Regions from separate parts of the Mus musculus genome. Here regions 1, 3 and 4 are each linked to region 2. The links are chromatin contacts, called in public HiChIP or PLAC-seq and promoter capture Hi-C maps. All regions are on one chromosome and are shown on one strand. Each heading gives the region's core, a stretch centred on a gene start, on an enhancer-like site or on the middle of the called end of the contact. The rest is flanking DNA. Distances are from core to core; before and after follow the strand shown.

Region 1 (3,196 bases), core at 425-2,924, 870 kb before region 2:
AAGACGGACCCTGACCCTAGTGCGGGGTTACGGGGCGCGGCACCTAGTTGGAGCTCAGTAAATATTTATGGTGAGAGCGACAAGCAGGGCCCACCTCCTAGGAGGGAAGGAGGAAAGCCAGAGCCCTCCTCAATTCCTGGCTCCTCCCCTGCAGGCTCAGCACCGAGCTGGCCACGGCGTCCTGGCCCGATGTAATTACAGGGTCTGCCGCCAAGCCTGGCCGTAAAAAACCGGGATGAAACGGCCTGGAAGCCTCGGAAGCTGGGCCGGACCCTGCAAAGAGCCCCGGGTCCGCGCCTTGCCCTGATGCGCAGCCGCAAAGAAGAGAGACCAGGGACAGAAACCCCCGCCCATCACACCCTGCAACGCACACGGGCTCACCGCCACACACGCAAACTACCAAGCACTCAGCTTTTGACTTTACGGCTCCAAGAATGCACTCGAGCCTAATCAAACACCTGCCCGCCAGCTCCATCTCAGGCGCAGACGCCGCCAACCCCTCTCCAGACAGCTGCTGATTCGAGAGGTGAATTCCTGCAGGGTTGTTTACATGGAGAGGGGGAGGGGTTCTGAGCCTGGTACTGAGAGCCCACCGACTGGAAGACCCAAGTCAGACTCAGTCAAACACAGCCGCCCAAACTACCCCCCACTCCAATCCACCCCCGCTGCACGCCCAAACACGTTTCTCCTCTTCTTCACACACTGTTCACAAACATTAGCATATGTATGTCAGGCGTTTCACACGCTTCCACACACAAGTGTCTTTACACCTACCCGCCATCACACGCATTTACACACGCCATATGTACATGTGTCAGGTCGGTTAGTTTGTCACTCTTCATGACCATATTCCCACATTCCATCTGCAAGCGCGCATTCGCTCAAGACACACGTGAAATGTATAAACAGGTCATTAGCGTACGTTGGCGCTATTGAAAATATTAGGAACATCCCCCCCTACAGCCCCTGAGCCCAACTATGAGTTCTCGCATAAAGTACTGATGGACTGAGTAGCCCTTAGCCCTGGCCGCACACGTTACACGCTCGATCACACACAACGTCGCACTTTATTCCCGGCATCTAAGCGATGACACAATCTCTTGAACAAAGACAACATTGACAAACCCAACAAAAACAAACAGCCGCGTCTGTGTGGGGAGGGGCAGCCAAGCCAGAGTCAAGGCATGGGGGAGTGTTGCTGGGGGGGCGGGGGGAGGAGGGGGTCACGAGAGAGTGTGAGAAGGCGAGTGCGCGGGCCTGGGTGTGAATCTCAGGAAAGGTGTGGTTATATCCCCCCACCTCACACCCTGACAAGATTGGCGCCCCGCGCTGCAAAGCCAAGTCCTGAAGCCACTGGTTCCCAGACCCACACGTATAAGTTCTTCCATTTTTCCAGCTTGCTATGGCTTTCAGTCCCACAAAGCCAACAGAGCCTCACATAGACACCCCCACCCCCACACCCGTAAGTGAGCACACACAGCTATGGGAGGATCTGTGCAGACCCCGGAGCGCTCTCCGTCGCTGAGATATGGGAGTCCTTCCTCCCAGAGTCTTTTTCCCTTCCTCCACCTCCAACGTAGCCATCAAGCCCTGGGGCAGCGCGCGTCGGGCGGGGCGAGGGCGGGGCTGGTGTTGGCGGCGCCAGCCCAAAAGGCGGAGTCGAGCAGCGAAGAGGCCAGATTTGTGATCGTGGTGCCTACTGTACCGTGGAGAAGCCTGTGGGAACCTTACACTGCAGAGCTCTCGTCCTGGCCTGGCTCGGCCCGGCCCCGCGCTATGGAGTTCCTTTGGGCCCCTCTCTTGGGTCTGTGCTGCAGTCTGGCCGCTGCTGACCGCCACATCGTCTTCTGGAACAGTTCAAATCCCAAGTAAGCCCTGAGACTCCCTGGCAGCCTGGGTGCCGGGTTGGCAATGGCCTTTCGCAGGGTAACTGTCCCTGCCAACCCCTGGCCTGCGCCTAGGAGAGGTGGCCAGGGATGGGTTGGACTCTATAGCTCCCCACCTCCGTCTGTATCTCCCCTTACTACCTGGCAACAGCCGACCAGGGCAGAAACCTGCTCATGCCTGCTCGCACAGGCGCTGGCTGTTTCAGCCCTCTCTTTCTGCCCTCTGGCATCTCATCACTCTAAAGTAAGGCTCTCCTGCTGGGCACTCCTGCCTTGAGAATTGGAACGTTGGCCCTGGCCTCCGGGGCTCTCTAAGTCCCCCCATGAAACTTCTGTGCACTCTCATTTTTGTGTGCCACTTGGGCGTTTGTATACTAACAGGCACCTATGGACGTCAAGAGTAAGCACAGCGCTCAGGGAGCCTTGGAAAGAACCTCCGTAGGAATCTAGGTTTTGGGCATTAGATATTCATTCTGTGTTTAAGATGACCCTGAAGAGTGCCTCCAAGGTTGGGGGGGGCATAAATTAGGCACATGCTGTGTATGGGTCGACCGAGGGAGTGGCTGAGGTGGTCACACTAAGGGACTGGTAAGAGGAGTGTCGCTGGGAAGCTTGGGGAGGAGCAGAGTGGGGCTTCACAGGGCTACAAAGGCTGTAACAGGAAGGAGGTAATTTCTCCGGAGCAGGTTTTAGGGCTATGAAGCAAATGGTATTGAGAGGAAGACACTGTCGGGCCCTTTGTTCTTGCCCTTGAGTTTCTTCAAGTTATGAGAAGAGTGTTAGGGCCAAACCTAAGAGGGGGATATGGTGGAACAAGAAGAGGTGAGAAGTCGAGGCCACAGAATGCCACTAAACCCCTCCCTCCCAGATCCAGTGAGCCTGCCTCCCCTTCCCCTGAGAGAGATGCTGGGCCAGTTTCCTCTGGCACTGCCTATTGAGGGTCTGTTGTCTAGGGCATGTCGGAGGGCAAGATAGAGCCAGCTGCCACCCTAAAGGCACTGTCTTCCTGGCCCTGGAGTGCTGCTGCGCCCCACCAGCCCTTGCGCCTGCCCTTGCGCCTGCCCCTTGCCTTCCTGACCTAGTCCTGCCCTAGTAGTGGGAAAGAGCAAAGTCCCTGTTTATGCCCATGCCAGGTGTCGGCTGAAGGAGGAGGAGGGGACGGGAAGTCATGAGTAGGGAGGGGGGAACCCTGGCCTTTTCCGTTCCCAAGCTCCCAGGTTTCCTCTCTTTCAGGAAGGAGCCTCTTCCTTGCCCCCCTCCCTGTCTACTCCACCACTAATAGAGCCCCCTTTTCCAAATGGAGACTTAAG
Region 2 (3,006 bases), core at 449-2,948:
AGAAGTGGAAAACTGTGACACAGATCCCAATTCTTTATCCCCCTTCCCTGTCCCTCAGGCCCGGGAACCGCATGAGCTGCTGGCCTTCATTGGCCCAGGTGACTACAGTAGAGGGGCATAGTTATAAGTGGGTCAGACTTACTAGAGAACACTGTCCTTGGAACTTTGCCCTGAAGCCAGGTTGGGAAAGAGCCACTGGCTTGGATGTGTGTTCCTCACTCTTATCTCCTCAGGCCAGCTGAGCCAAGCCCTGGAGGTACAACGGAGGTTCTGAGCCCGAGGCAGCAGTGCCACAGGCACACCTGCCACCCAGATGAATAGCAACAGGTGTCTCACAGTGGGACTCTGGAATATGAACTATCCTTTTTTTTCTTGTCCTTGGTTGTGAAGTATCATCCCAGTCATGGTACCCTGTGCTGGCAACAGAAAAAAAAAAAAAATACAGTCAGGAAGGCACCCAAGGCCAGGTCCACCTGGTTACCAGCCTCTTACTGCCAAAACCATTGATGCTTTCCTCAGGAGCGTCCCTCTTCCCTGCCTCTACTGAGCCTGTGTTGGTGGCAGAGAGGCACATCCAGGAATGGGAGGGAAGAAAGCAGGCAGATCTTGCTCTTCAGCCTGGGAGATGCTTGGGAAATGCCATGGTGCCAAATTGGAAGGTGCTAACTGAAGCCTTCATGTTTCTCACGGCTGCTCCACATTCTTCCATCCTGACTTGACCCAGTCTCCACACACACACCTCCTACTACTCGCTGTAGTCTGTATTTGTTTCCTTCTGAGCCCTCTACTAATGTCTCAGCATTTTGGTTTGTTTTTTGAGACAGGGTCTCATATATCCCAGGCTGGGTTTGAATTCATTATGTAGCAGAGGGTAGCCTAGAACTCTTCATCTTCCTCCACCTCCTAAGTTCCAGGTTTACAGGACGCCGCCAGGCCCCACTTCCTGCACTTTATTGAGAGAGCCCTTCAATCTTGCCCATAGTCATCTGAAGGGTGAAGCCCACAGATCATTTTAAATCCTTTCGCTCCTCACCTCTACCTTAAGACCTATCAATACAGTGGAGCAAGGGCCCCTCTCAGGCTTTCACTATCAAGACCTTTGTGATTGGACAGCTCTGCTCTTTGGTCTTTCCTAACGGGGCAGAGTGTGGACATAGGTTCCTCCCACCTTTCATACCTTAGGTTACTCCTTCCCGACTTTTCTTGTCCGGTGTTTAAGCCTCTCCCTTTCTTGTCCTATCTCCCTTTCCTTCTTTCCCCTTGTGTTTGAAAGGACCTTGGATATAAAGGTAAAAGGCACCCCCGTGTCGGAACTCCTACTCTCCCAAGGTCAGGGTCTGGGATTGGCCTTGGTGAAGATGAGCCAGTGGGCGGCCATTTTTCCAAAACTGGAGACCAAAACAGCTAGAAATGTTGACCCATTGGTCAACACACAAATTAGAAACTCGGCAAGACAGGAGGGCTGGATAGAGGCACATGGGAAAGAATGCACATTCAGCATTAGCTAGAAATGGACTCGAGGAGATTAGCTGCGAATATTCACTGTTGCACTGTATGAGATCTTTGAAATGTAATTAAAAGTTTTTATTGAGCCCCTAAACTCTGGCTTTTGGGTTTTGTTTTCTGCCCTTCCCCCCCTCCCTCCCCCCGGAGCTGAGAACTAATTCCTCGTCCTCGGCCACTGCCCCGCCCCATCCGGCTCCGTGACGGGCATTCCGCGGCCTCCAATCGGAGGTCCTGTTGGGAGGAGCTGCAGGGCCAGTTTATTTTGGCGGTTCAATTTCAACATGGCTGAGGTGAGCCGAGATAGCGAGGCTGCGGAAAGGGGGCCTGAGGGCTCCTCTCCGGAAGCTGTGCCAGGGGACGCGACCATCCCCAGGGTGAAACTCCTGGACGCCATAGTAGACACTTTCCTCCAGAAGCTAGTCGCCGACAGGAGGTAGGTGGCGACCAATGGGGAGAGGTGGCGGGAGGTCTGTCGCAGGATCGTAAGTCCCGCGAGATACGCTTGGCGCAGTCACGTGGGCGACCCGCCGCGGTGGAGCAGGGCTGCTCCCCTGAAACCTCTCGCCGCGGTTTGCGGAGGAGTAGAGGGAAGGTCGGATTGCAGTTGCTGTCTTCTCCACCGTCCCGCAAGGCAGCAGCCTGGGGCCCGCGGCAGCCTTAGGGCAGCCGACGTCCTTCCCCAGAGGTCATCTGCTTACGTAGACCTAACGCGCCAGGGCGCCAGATGAGCGCAGAGCTCTGCTGGCTGGAGCGCGCGGGAGGTGGCAAGCACTGAGCTTGCAGTCTTTTTTTTTTTTTTTTTTTGAGAAAGGATTTCTCTGTAGCCCTGGCTGTCCTGGAACTCACTCTGTAGACCAAGCTGGTCTCGAACTCAGAAATGAGTGGCTGTCCTTACAGGCTGGTGTGCCAGGCCTCATAACCAGGAATGTCCTGGGCTCAGTGGTAAGAGCACTCGTTGATCTTGCAGATCTTGCAGCGCACCTACATGGTGGTTCACACCCACTTGTAACTCCACTTCCAGGGGATCTGACACTATTCTGGTGGGCATTAAGCATGTACATGGTGCAAATACATACGTGCAGGCAAAATACCTAGACATAAACATGACCGAATCAAATTAACATTTTAAAAAAAGGAATGTTAGCCGGGCAGTGGTGGCGCAAGCCTTTAACCCCAGCACTTGGGAGGGAGAGGCAGGCGGATTTCTGAATTTGAGGCCAGCCTGGTCTACAGAGTGAGTTCCAGGACAGCCAGGGCTACAGAGAAACCTTGTCTCAAAAAAAAAAGACTATAGGCTCAGTGCTCGCCACCTCCCATGCCTTCCCGCTCCAGCCAGCAGAGCTCTAGTGACTTCCACAGTGACTAGAGGAAGACTGGACATGCTGGCTTCAGGTGGACCTCAAATTCTTGCCCTGCTGTCCTTTTCGTTGGCCTGGCTAAGGCCCAACTGCCAGAAGTGCCAATCTTAGGTTTCACAATATAAAGATGCAGTCGCACATG
Region 3 (3,180 bases), core at 616-3,115, 820 kb before region 2:
ATTATAGACTAGACTGGTAGCTGAGCCCAACACAGAACTGGTAGGTAGCACCGAGGAGCCATTGTGGTCTGGAATGATAGCTGAGCCTGACGTCACTTTGGTAGTAGAGAATGGCATGCTACTGTAAACTGGAGTGGTGGCCAAGACTGATTCAGAGCTGTTAGTTGTAGTTGAGGTACCACTGTGGTCTGGACTGGTGGCTGAGCCCAGTGCAGAGCTGGTAGTTGTGACTGAGGTGCCATTGTGGTCTGGAGTGCTAGCTAAGTCTGATGTAGTCTTGATGTTTTGGATGGAGGCACTACTGTGGACTGGAGAACTGGTGGAGTCCCTTAGAGGGCTGGTGGCTGGAGAAGAGGTGCCACCGTGGGCTACTGGAGAGCTGGCGGAGTCTTCTGAAAGGCTAGTGGCTGGGGAAGAGGTGTCATCATGGGCTACTGGAGAGCTGGTGGAGTCCACTGGAGCTGTGGTGGCTGGGGAGGAGGTGCCACTGAGGACTGCAGTACTGGTAGAGTCTTCGGGAGCTCTGGTGGCTGGAGAAGAGGTGCTACTATGGTCTGGAGAGCTGGTGGAGTCCCCTGGAGGGCTGGTGGCTGGGGACGAGGTACCACCGTGGACTACTGGAGAGCTGGTGGAATCCACTGGAGCTGTGGTGGCCGGAGCTGAAGAGGTGCCACTGTGGACTACTGGAGAGCTGTTGGAGTCTTTTGAAAGGCTAGTGGCTGGGGAAGAGGTGTCACCATGGGCTACTGGAGAGCTGGCGGAGTTCACTGGAGCTGTGGTGGCTGGGGAGGAGGTGCCACTGAGGACTGCAGTACTGGTAGAGTCTTCAGGAGCTCTGGTGGCTGGAGAAGAGGTGCTACTCTGGACTGGAGAGCTGGTGGAGTCCCCTGGAGGTCTGGTGGCTGGGTCTGAGTTGCTGCTGTGGACTGGAGTGGTAGTCGATGCTAAGGAACTGCTGGTGTCCTGAGATGAGGTGACACTGTTTTCCTCACTTGGAAGGGCAAGAAAACCTGAACCAGAGTGGAAGATTAGGGGTAAACTGTTTTTATGCTCACAGCAGCGCAGCACTAATCAACAGAGTTGGACACTGGGTCGCTTTGGATAACATGTGTGATGTTTTAGTTCCGGCTAGAGCCAAAGTTGAAGAAAAAAAAAACAAAACAACAACAACAACAAAAAAAAAACCTACTGGGTTGATGAATAAAAATCAGAGCAAGAAGAAAAATATAAACTCTGAAAACAAAGTAACCGGGGAAGGAAGGGGGATCATGTTAGCATCAGGTAGCCCCTGGTTTGCCTTCATCCTGACAGCCTCCCTCCCTAAGCAGAGGTCTCACCTCTGCTTCTGGCTCATTTATTCCTCTACTTGAGACAAGTATTCATACTGTAGCCTAAGCTGGCCTTGAACTCTCTGTGAACCTGAGCGTCCAGGGTGTGGGAACTATAGACTGGAACCACTGCACACGGCCCCATTCTTCCACTCCGGAGCTACTTCTCCTGACACAGCCTCTCTTCTCTACTCCCCACAAAGAGTATTATTTGCCTACTATAGTGCCCACTCTCCTGAGGGGTCACCTCTTCTCAGCCTCCTTCCTTAGCCTCTTTTCCCCCCTGGCACATACTGGGCCATACCTGTATGGATGGCCATTTATGACTCTCATAATCTACCAGTAAGCAAACTCCACAGAAAGACTGGGAGTCCCACCTGAACAGCGCAGCCCCTCCCCACCTTGCGCCTCTCACCTTTTAGACTTGCTAGAAGTAGCAGCAGGAAGAAAGGAGCCCGAATGCCCGGGGTCATGGTGGTGGTGAACAGGCGGGAAGGGGCTAGAAAACAAACTCAAGGCTGGCGCTCCGTGTGTGAGGTGGAACAGGGCTGGTGCCTGCTGCTTTATACCAGTCCCCCTCCCGCCCTAGGCACAGTCAGAGCAGGTGACAGGTAACAAAACTCCGCCCCCTCCCCTATTCTTTTCCTCCTCCTCCCCCCCAGTCATTCCTGTGTAGGGTACTTGGGCTCCAATCACTCAACCTTATGACAACCTGTTTTTTCTCCATCTGGCCTCCCACTTTTACCAACCGCTCCTTGACTACCCCAGGTGTGTATGTGGAGGAAACCTGGGGCCCCCTGGCTCTGGTTTTAGTCCCAGAGTGACCGCCAAGAAGAGGAAAGGAAACACAGAAAGGCCCTGGACAGCAAGACATGGGAAGTCCATCCCTAGGTCCCCCGATCCCTTTTCCTATTCTCTCTGCGGGTCCTTGAACACCACTTCTCACAAGTTGAGAGGACATAAGGGGGCTGGATAATAGTGGACAGGTCGCTAGTTTTAGTCTCCCTCCCCGAACCCCCCCCCCCCCCGCCACTTCCCGGAACAGCCCCGCCCTTCTAGCCGTTCCCGGTACTCTGAAAACCACAATCCCCGCCCCTGCCAGACTTTCCAGTAGCCTGGGTCTCTCTTTGGCTTTCTCCCGAGAAAGGCGGTGGGGGAAATTTCCACTTAAAAAGGACTAAACTTGGGCTCCACTGAAGCCTAAGGTCCTTCCTACCCAACCCTCCACCTTGAGTGGCAGGTTGACCGGCCCTTCTATCCGGAAACGCCTGCCCTCTAGTGGTCACCGCGAGCGTCGCGCGGCGTACTCGCACCAGCCGATAGTTTGGCAGCACAGCCCAAGTTGAGACAGATTAACTTAAGGAAGTTAATTGTGCCTTGGCGAAAAGAATCAATGCCTCGGACAGATAGGAAAGAATGCACACTGTAGGGGAGAAGCAAGGGTCATTAATTGGGCTACTAGACTTCTGGGGATGGTGTTTGCGGGTAGGGTAAAAGTGGTTGGAGCCCCAAGGTATCTGGAAGGGGGGGCATCAAGTTGTGTGATGACATTGAATGGTGGGGGGTGGGGTGTAGGACGGGTTATGTCTAGGTAGCTAGATATTGAGGAGGAAGAGATTAAGTAGGTGGGCCGATCGTGGAACATGAGAACGTTGAGATGTATCTGGGAAAGGAATATTTGGGGCGAACAAGCACTCGAAACAAGGCAAACCCGTGTGTTTGTGTGTGTGTTTAGGGAGAAACGAAAGGTGTTCTGAAGGGCAGAAACAGTTGAATTTGGGGAGGGCTTTGGGTTCACAGTAGCGCGGACTGAGGATGCCAGGCCGGATCCCGCAAGCGGAGGTTGCGGAGT
Region 4 (3,023 bases), core at 31-2,530, 730 kb before region 2:
GTTGGGTGGTCTTACCGATGGTGGCAATGATGCTGGTGCTCCTAGCGGCCACAGGCTCTGAGTCGATATCCAGAAGGCAGAGGTGTTCCAGGAAGGTGTCCGCCATAGCTGCGGGCAGTTGCTGCTGCTGGAAGAAGGCAGTGCCCAGCTCCTGGGTCAGCTGGGCCACACTGGCACGTCTCAGGTATCCTGCTGGCCCTGCGGTAGATGGGGACTCAGGATCCTGCACAGACAATCGCCTATCCCCCATGTGCTTCCTGCCAGTGCACCCTGTGTCTATTCAGCCCTCCGGTCTGTGTGAGGAGGCCTTCCTTCAATCTGAGTGTCACACATTACTTTGTTTAGTCTCCAGGGTTCTATGGAGCAGGCTGTTAGATGTGCTCTTTCCCAACTTTACAAGGAAGGAAAAAGACGGAGAGAGAAAATGCACTGTCTAAGAAAAGGGCATCTTCCAAGGAAGATGATTCAAATCTAGGTCTAGCTCAAAGCTGAGTCCTTACGGACCCAGTTACCGAGACCCTCCCCCACCCCGCCCCCCAGCAGACCACTCAGCCTCAGCACCCCCAGAAGCCTCCCTCAAGTCTCAAGGCATCTCATTCTCTAGGCCTGGAATCTCTCTGTTACTTTTCCTTGTTTACTTCCTTCTAGCTCCAGGCAACTCTCTGGCTTCCCCACTTCCCTCCCCTCCAAGTTCCCTCCATCTATACAGTGCGGCTCTATCCCCTGCCTGCCCCCTTGTGGGGGAAACCCCCGTAGCTTGACCCAGCCCGGCTCAGTAGAGCACCTTCCATACTGCTGCGTACCTGCTGTGTCTGTGGGTCTGCTTTATACTCTGCCTTTGTCAGTGGGATGGGGCCTGGCACAGACGAGATCAGTCCTGGTTAAAGTATAACCAGCTAGCATCTCTCTTGCCAATGGAAGCCTTGTACACTGGGGGCCAGAGTCCAGGAACCACGGGAGTGCCCCGTGGCGTCCATGCTGCCGGATCCCCTTTGGCCTGTCTGCAGAGCCTGGATCAAAGGCTCAAATCAAATTTAACAGAGGCTGTAGTGGGCATCCTTCCCCCAAGGCCTCCACCCCCAACACTGATTCTACCCTAATTCTCCTCTCTGTTCAGTGGCTTCCCTTCCTCTTCTTACCTCCTGGAGCCCCACTTAAAGCAGACTTTGCTAAGTCTTTTTGGGACTTAAAGATCCAGGGCCAGAGCTGCTGGGGTAGCTCGTTCTCTTGGACAGACATGCTTCCAAAGTGTGGGACTGGGGCTGCAAGAACCACAGACTGGGAGGAGAGTGTACCCTAACTGCTGGTCTTATCTGCAGGAGCCAGAGAATAGAAAAGAGGCACACCCAGTAGGCAGCCCCATCCCCACACAGAGTCCCTTCTGGAGGGCTGTCGGTTGTCAGTCCCCACATCTTCCCTTCCCCTAGGTCATCCGTTTTTCCTGGTCAATTTTTAGTCCATTCATACTGTCAGTCCATCAGCTTCAATAGAGACTAGTTCATCGCCAGTGATACAATCCTTTTCTCTTTGTATTTTATTGACAAGAATCTTAGGTATATTCTCAGAGCAAGAGCTTGAATGTGGGGACTAGATTGTGGAAAAGAGGGAGGAACTTTTTTTTCTCTTCTCTTCTCTTCTCTTCTCTTCTCTTCTCTTCTCTTCTCTTCTCTTCTCTTCTCTTCTCTTCTCTTCTCTTCTCTTCCCTTCCCTTCCCTTCCCTTCCCTTCCCTTCCCTTCCCTTCCCTTCCCTTCCCTTCCCTTCCCTTCCCTTTCCTTTCCTTTCCTTTTCTCTTCTAGACAGGGTTTCTCTGTGTAGACCAGGCTGGCCTCGAACGCAGAAATCTGCTTGCCTCTGCCTCCCAAGTGCTGGGATTAAAGGCGTGCGCCACCACCACCTGGCAGAGGGGAACCCTTTGATAGACGTTAGAGGGTATCTCAGTTTCTCGCATCTGTTCCTCTGTGAATCCAAAGATGAAACTATAAACAGTTCTAGGCACTAATTGATAAACTTGTTTAGATTGATGTTGACGAACCATATTAGTAAACACAGGAAGCCTGAGCACAGGGGAGTTCTTCAGCCATCGTGGGGACATCGCACCCAACTCACTTTTTACCAAGGCACCAGGGAGAGTGACCTTGCCTTGCTGACCACCATGAGCATAAGCTGCAGTCCTGCTGTCAAAATTCCCTATAACTACCCCAACCAACAGACGGGCCACCTGGCACTTACTTTTTTTCCATATCCCAGATGACCCTAGACTGGGGATTCTCTTGACCCCATTCTTGGGTGACTTTACAAGTTCAGCAAAGTTGCTAGAACAGTGGGATTCTCTAGGAAGGCTTCCATGACACTATGACAATGACAATGGCCAGTGACAACCCTGGAGGATACAGTGGGAGTCAAGCAGATAGAAAGATGGAACCTTCGCCCTCCATGGGTTTTAATATAGTGTGTGTGGGGAAATGACAGACTACTAGCAAATAAATAAATACTTTAAACTGGGTAAGGGGTGTCAGGCATGGATCATAGGACTGGGCAGGGTGGCCGGGTGGGACAGTGGTGTATCTTAGGCACCTCTTAAATAAGATGAGGCTTTCTTTAATGTGATTATGCTTAAGCTATTAAGGATGAGAAGGCACCAGCAGGGGCTGCAGGGGCAGCAGGGGCAGCAGGGGCAGCAGAGGAAAGAGTTTCCTGTAGGTTGCATATGTCCCATAACTCTGAGGAACAAAAGCTTTTTGTGTAAGAGAAACTGGTTAGGGGGACGTGGCCATGGTAAACCTGGGCGCCTGAGCAAAGAGCCACTGGTATGGCTGCCAGGGACATAATATAATTCAAGTTAGGTCTTAGGTAGCTCTAGCTGACCGATGTAAACAGTCATGGATTCAGAAGACAGAGGTGAGTCTTGGGAGTTGATCAGGGTGGGAGGTGACAGGCTAGCCTGGGTGGCACTGTGGGGGAGGGGAGAAGTCTGTGAGATGTGTTTTGGAGACAGGCAGACAGAGCAGAATGACTGCGGAGC

Evidence for each region. Promoter capture Hi-C pulls out the DNA fragments that hold promoters and counts their contacts. HiChIP or PLAC-seq counts read pairs in DNA pulled down with a chosen protein or histone mark.
Region 1: a FOXA1 HiChIP or PLAC-seq map of pancreatic cancer cells shows a contact between it and region 2. The contact joins the promoter of Efna1 here to the promoter of Pmf1 in region 2. A contact is called at or near these places in 2 of 39 promoter capture datasets (both in liver) and 1 of 115 datasets of contacts at active chromatin or transcription factors (pancreatic cancer cells).
Region 3: a contact with region 2 is called in an H3K27ac HiChIP or PLAC-seq map of microglia, with 4 times the contacts expected there. The contact joins the promoter of Muc1 here to the promoter of Pmf1 in region 2. A contact is called at or near these places in 3 of 39 promoter capture datasets (the SN4741 cell line and liver), 1 of 115 datasets of contacts at active chromatin or transcription factors (microglia) and 1 of 9 other capture datasets (liver).
Region 4: a promoter capture Hi-C map of liver shows a contact between it and region 2, with 3 times the contacts expected there. The contact joins the promoter of Pklr here to the promoter of Pmf1 in region 2. A contact is called at or near these places in 2 of 39 promoter capture datasets (both in liver).

What each region holds. Positions count from the first base shown.
Region 1 is chr3:89,278,123-89,281,318 of GRCm38.p6, reverse strand. It overlaps Efna1 (ephrin A1), which reads left to right and starts at 1,674. Exons shown (of 5, transcript NM_010107.4): 1 at 1,674-1,868. The coding sequence starts at 1,777.
Region 2 is chr3:88,409,089-88,412,094 of GRCm38.p6, reverse strand. It overlaps Pmf1 (polyamine-modulated factor 1), which reads left to right and starts at 1,698. Exons shown (of 5, transcript NM_025928.4): 1 at 1,698-1,939. The coding sequence starts at 1,788. Slc25a44 (solute carrier family 25, member 44) reads left to right here. Exons shown (of 4, transcript NM_178696.5): 4 at 1-1,601.
Region 3 is chr3:89,227,741-89,230,920 of GRCm38.p6, reverse strand. Muc1 (mucin 1, transmembrane) reads right to left here and starts at 1,865. Exons shown (of 7, transcript NM_013605.2): 1 at 1,744-1,865; 2 at 1-1,010. The coding sequence starts at 1,801.
Region 4 is chr3:89,134,399-89,137,421 of GRCm38.p6, reverse strand. It overlaps Pklr (pyruvate kinase liver and red blood cell), which reads right to left and starts at 1,280. Exons shown (of 11, transcript NM_013631.2): 1 at 1,140-1,280; 2 at 16-198. The coding sequence starts at 1,239.